Regions from separate parts of the Mus musculus genome. Here region 1 is linked to region 2. A link is a contact called in public HiChIP or PLAC-seq data. All regions are on one chromosome and are shown on one strand. The core of a region is the stretch at or near the end of the contact, and the rest is flanking DNA. Distances in the headings are between cores, read along the strand shown. Region 1 holds the start of AW549542 (expressed sequence AW549542). Region 2 holds the start of Hrk (harakiri, BCL2 interacting protein (contains only BH3 domain)).

The links. HiChIP or PLAC-seq counts read pairs in DNA pulled down with a chosen protein or histone mark.
Region 1: an H3K27ac HiChIP or PLAC-seq map of extraembryonic endoderm stem cells shows a contact between it and region 2, with 5 times the contacts expected there. The contact joins the promoter of AW549542 here to the promoter of Hrk in region 2. A contact is called at or near these places in 2 of 39 promoter capture datasets (liver and pre-B cells) and 2 of 115 datasets of contacts at active chromatin or transcription factors (embryonic stem cells and extraembryonic endoderm stem cells).

The regions. Positions count from the first base shown.
Region 1 is chr5:119,579,029-119,581,729 of GRCm38.p6, forward strand. AW549542 (expressed sequence AW549542) reads right to left here and starts at 1,330. Exons shown (of 5, transcript NR_045702.1): 1 at 1,233-1,330.
Region 2 is chr5:118,168,473-118,171,400 of GRCm38.p6, forward strand. It overlaps Hrk (harakiri, BCL2 interacting protein (contains only BH3 domain)), which reads left to right and starts at 1,292. Exons shown (of 2, transcript NM_007545.2): 1 at 1,292-1,656. The coding sequence starts at 1,311. The coding sequence ends at 1,589.

The DNA.
Region 1 (2,701 bases), core at 80-2,579, 1.4 Mb after region 2:
CCCTAATCCCATCCCCAACACTGTGGTATAAATGAAGCTTGGTAGTTAAGCCTGTAACCCAGGCAGCTGGAAGGTAGAGGTGGGAGGATCACGACTTTGAGTCTGTGGTAAGGTGAAGGCCAACCTATGCTATATGAGACACTATGATATTTTAAGAGAGAGAGAGAGAAAGAGAGAACAACTCAGCATAGAGATTGGAATATGCTAACAGACAACGGGTAATGGAGACAGGCAGCACACAAAGTAATGGAGAGTGGTCCCAGAGTCTCCACCTAGAGCCAAGCCCAGACTCCTCTGTCCCTAGTTTCCCAGGCACAGGGGCCTAGGTAAATTTGTCTTCTGTTCAACTGCCTCATAGACCTCTTTCCACTCTGCTACTGTACCCGGGTCCATCAAGCTCTGGGAGAGAGCACCTCCCTAACCCTAGGCCAGGAAGATCAGAAGCTAAAACTCAAAGCGAGGAGGTGGGTGTGGTGGCACATGACTGCCATTCCAACACTTGGGAGGCTGGGGCAGGAGGATTTCTGTGAGTTCAAGGCAAGTCTGGACTACACTGTGAGTTCTGTCAGAATGGCATAGAAAGACTCTCAAAAATAAATAGATAAATAAATAAATAAATAAATAAATAAATAAATAAATAAATGGTGGGGGTGGGAGGAGGATTAGAAGTTGAAGGCCAGCATTGACTACATAGCAATTTGGATGGAGTCCAGCCTGGGCTATAAAGTGCAAAGCCCAGTTGTTACAAAGAGTACTTGATGGTAGCAACACTGGTTGGTTAAAAGCCATCAAGCCATAAATTGAGCCATCTTGAGACAGACTGGGTTCAAAATCTTCAGTTGCTATTGTTAGAAATTTCAGTCAGGTTGCCACTGGTTCTCCAGGGTCACAAGTTACTTAGCATGGCTAATCTCTGACAGAAGGCCACTCCTAGGAGAAGTCCTGACACACCCTATGGGACACCTTTGCAGACAGGGCAGGGCAGGCTTCCAAGGTGCCTTTTTGACAACTTGGAGCGATGGAGATTGAACCAAAATGCAAAGCAGACAGGTACTTGGAATCAAATGGCTTAACAATGGTGTTTTTCCTAAAGCCTAAGCCAGTTTATCTCCAAGCAGAGGGAGTTTTCTAAAGTCAGAAGATGGAGATAATACACAAAGCCCTTAATGCGGAAGTCTAAACAACCCACCCCATCATTATCTCTTCCAGAACAATCACAGCCCAGAGTCTACCTGGTTTATTGTTGCAGCCAAACGGAAGGGAGGGTCGGGGGTGTAGCTCAATGGTTGAACACTTGCCCAGCTTGGTTGAAGATCTTTGGGTCTTCACTGTAATAAGGAAAAGAAAGCAACAGATACAAGTTTTATCCTAGATGGCTCTTCAACGCATCACCTTGAAATAAAGTAAAATCGTGGGGCTATATAGGATTCTGTTTCTGCCTCGGTTTTAGAATAGGCAAAGCTAACAGACTGGGTGGAGGGACAGCCTGCCCTGGTGGCTGAGGGGCAGGAAGAAAGGAGGCGAGAATGTTATCTCTTCTGATAAGGGCTCTAGCTACAGCCCTGCGTGCACTTGTCAATATTTAGAGAATGGTGCCCTTAAGCTTTAAGCATTTCTCTGTGTGTAAATTTCCTCTCAGAAAACAAGCAAACCTTGAACTCTAGCTAGCGATGTGCATTGCTGAAGTGCTGGAGGGTGAGGAAGCCAATGCTCAAACCTGACCAAATGCCAAAAGAAAAAAAAAAAAGAAAAGAAAGAAAAACAAACCCTCAGATGAATAAATGGATGGTAAAGCCATATACAACTGACAAAAATCTAAGGAATCTATATTGTGGGCAAACGAATGGTCACAGCACAATTTGGTGTTGTTTTTTTAAAAAATCATTATTATTACATGTATTGATTGATTGGGCCAAGGCACACATGGGGAGATCAGAGGACAACCTACTGGAGTTGGCCCTCTCTTTCTACTGTGTGGATCCTAGAGATCAAAGTCAGGACATCAAGCTTAGCCACAAGCACCTTTTACCCACTGAGCCATCTGGTCGACCCACAATTTATTTATTTGTGTACACACAGACACACCTATATTTTTAACTCATTAACTTTGCTCCTTGACAGTTTTTGTATGTATGTAATGTATGCTAGCTTCTGGCCACTGTCACCCTCCCACGCTTTTAGTCCCCTTCCCCTTTGTCACACACCACACACACACACACACACACACACACACACTCACACACAAATCCTTTTGTGTTTGGGTGTGTGGCTGTGGGTTTGGTGCTAATGCATGGTGGCTGGTGGGTTCAGCTGAAGACCATGTGTGTACCCATCAATCAACCACAGTTCAGCAGAGCCAAGGTCCCTCATCCTGCTATTCAACCCAAGACTGATAAGAGCAACAGGCCCGAGGCTTGCCCAAACATTTTTTTTTTTTTCGGTTTTTCGAGACAGGGTTTCTCTGTATAGCCCTGGCTGTCCTGGAACTCTGTAGACCAGACTGGTCTCAAACTCAGAAATCTGCCTGCCTCTGCCTCTTAAGTGCTAGGATTAAAGGTGTGCGCCATTACCACCCAGCTTTCTTTCTTTCTTTTTTTTTTTTTTTTTGGTTTTTTGAGACAGGGTTTCTCTATAGCCCTAGCTGTCCTGGAACTCACTTTGTAGACCAGGCTGGCCTCGAACTCAGAAATCCACCTGCCTC
Region 2 (2,928 bases), core at 42-2,541:
TGGGATTAAAGGCGTGTACAACCACTGCTCGACTTGTTTTCTGTTTGAATACGTCTGTCTATCTCCTATCTATCTATCTATCTATCTATCTATCTATCTATCTATCTATCTATCTATCTATCTATCTTATGTGCATACACATAGGGTAGTACATATGGAGGTCAGAGGACAATCTGTGGGTATCAGATTTCTGTCTTTGGAACACACGGATTCACAGGACTGAAATTAAGTCATCAGGTTCGGTTGCAAGCACCTTTACCCACAGAGGCATCCCTGACTCTTTGGGGTTTTTAAATAAAGGATTCTCTCTGTAACTGTGGCTGGCCTGAAACCACTATATGGACCAGGTTGTATATGGACCACTTCCCTGCTCCTTCAGGCCCCAATCCCAAAGCTGTCCAAAATCCAGTGGCTTGGACATGGTGGGCGGGTCTCTCTAGCACCCTAAGGAGTCCCAGGAGCCTCCTCACTGGTCGGCACCCTCCCCAGAGGACTTCCCAGGCTGGAGCTGGAGCAAAACTGGATTGGTCTTCCTTTGGGTTAGGTAACCTCACTGGGCACCAAGGCAAAGCCTTACAGGGTCGCCAGCAAACTCTGACCCCGTTTGAAAAGATAAAGCCTACAAAGTAAGCAGGCTGCAAGAACTTCTCTCTAGAACCACGTTCTTGGGTGGGGGGTGGGGGGTGGGGAGATGTCTTGAGTGCAAAGGCGACTCGCCCAAGTTGGAGTCCAACCCATCCCGGGTCCCCCGCCTTCATTTCAGGGTTCAGGCTCCCACCCCGGGGTGCGCTTAAGTCAGGTCACCAGAAGGGGGTGCGAACGCGTGTCAGGAATGTGTGCACCCACCCGGAGGCTGACAGGTGCGGAGGCTGTCCCGAAACAGGGCAAGTCGGCTTGAACCCTGCCTCCCACCACCCAGGCCACACAACAGCCCGGGGATCTTTTCGCATTACGGCCGAATTCTCCCGGAGCTCAATTCACAGTGCGCACCGAGCTGGCTTTCCAGGCTATCTCCGAGCTGGAGCCTCCCGCAGCCCGGGAAGCGAAACAGCGGACCCCGGGCCAGCATTCCCGAAGCCCCGCATCCCTGCCTGTCCCCGCCCTGCCGGCGTCTCGAGGGTTAAAAGTTACCTCTCGGCTTTTTCTCCTGCACACACTCCCCACCCCCCGGGCCGGATGATGTAACCCCCTCCCCGCGCCCTCCCCGCCCCCTCCACCATGTGACACTTTAATTAATAATAGCGCCGTCAGCACAACAAACGCGCGGTGAAGGGCGAAACTTGGGGTCCAGGGAGGCTCCTCCGCACGCCATGTGCCCGTGTCCCCGGCATCGCGGCCGCGGGCCCCCGGCCGTGTGCGGTTGCGGCGACGCTCGCCCCGGGCTGCGCTGGGCGGCGGCGCAGGTGACCGCGCTGCGGCTGCAGGCGCTGGGCGACGAGCTGCACCGACGCGCCATGCGGCGTCGCGCGCGGCCCCGGGACCCGCTGCCCGCGCTGCTGCCCGCGCTCCGCGCCCGCTGGCCCTGGCTGTGCGCGGCCGCGCAGGTGGCGGCGCTGGCGGCCTGGCTGCTCGGCAGGCGGAGCGCGTAGGCGGCGCGCGCGGGGCCTTCTTGGTGGGGGGGACCGGAGCCGAGACCCAGCCCGGACCGAGCAACAGGTACGCGGGCAAGCGGGCGGGAGAGCGACAGCGACAGCGGGAGCCAGGGCTCCTCGGCGAGGAACAGCGGACCCGGTCTCCTACTCTTCGCTTGCCCTCTGTCCCTCTTTATCCAGACCCCGAGTATCTGCTCCGCCTCATCCCCCCTACTCTCTCTCTCTCTCTCTCTCTCTCTCTCTCTCTCTCTCCCTCTCCCTCCCTCTCTTCCCTCATTCTCTCTCCTCCTCCCTCTGTTCCTCTCTCCTTTCTCTCTTCTCTTCCTCCCTTCTCCTTCCCCCTCTCTCTTCTCTCCCTCTCTCTCTTCCTCCCTCCTTCCTCTCTCTCCCTCTCTCCTTCCCTCCTTCATCTCTCTCCTCTCTTCTTTCCCTCCACTCTCCATCTCCACTCTCTCCCCCTCTCTCCTTCCTCTCCCTTTCCTTTCCCTCTCTCTCTCCTCTTTTTCCTTCCCTCCTCCCCTTCTCCTTCCTCTCCCTTTCCTTTCCCTCTCTCTCTCCTCTTTTTCCTTACCTCCTCCCCCTCTCCTCCCGCTCCCCTGTCTCTGTTCTGTCTTCACTCTCCCCCCCCTCCCCACTCCTCTCTCTTCTCCCTCACTCTCATCTCTCTTCAGTGTTTTCACTCTCTTCTTTCTCCAATCCCCTGGCTCACGTTATTCTTCCCCTTGTGTAGCTCTCCTCTGCCTTTCCACTTTCTCCTGTTTTCCCTTTCTCCAGTCTGCTTTCTCTCTCCTCTCCCACTACCCCGTGTCCCCCCTTCCTTCTCCACCTCTCTCTCTCTCCCCCCCTTCTCTCTCTCCTCACTGTCCCCTCTCTCCTTTCTCCCTCTTCTCTCTCCTCCTCCTTCCTCTGCAGCATAGTGGTTTTAGAAGGACGTAAGCCACCACAATCGCTGCCAGCCCCAGTAAACACACGCAGTAGAACTGCACCAGTCCGAGCTAAGAGTCTCCCCTAATTATGCACCACAGGTTCTCGAGTCCCCGGCCCTTTTCAAACCGCCTGGTATTCCAACTTGACCAGGTCTCCATATCTCCACTGCCAACTCCCGTCTCCTCAAGGGTCTGCAGTTTGTGGTGATCCCCATTCTCTATGACCCCCCAACTCCTCCCACCCCCGCTCCCGTGGAAGTTTCTCAGGGGTAGGTCGTGGTCCTCTCTCCAAGGCAGGCGCACATCAAGGTCCCATCTCCTGGGTAACTTTGTTGCTCCTTTTACCACGAGGTGTCGCGGTTTACAGCTTGGCCTCCTATCACCTTCCCCAGCGACGGCGAGAGGTGTGG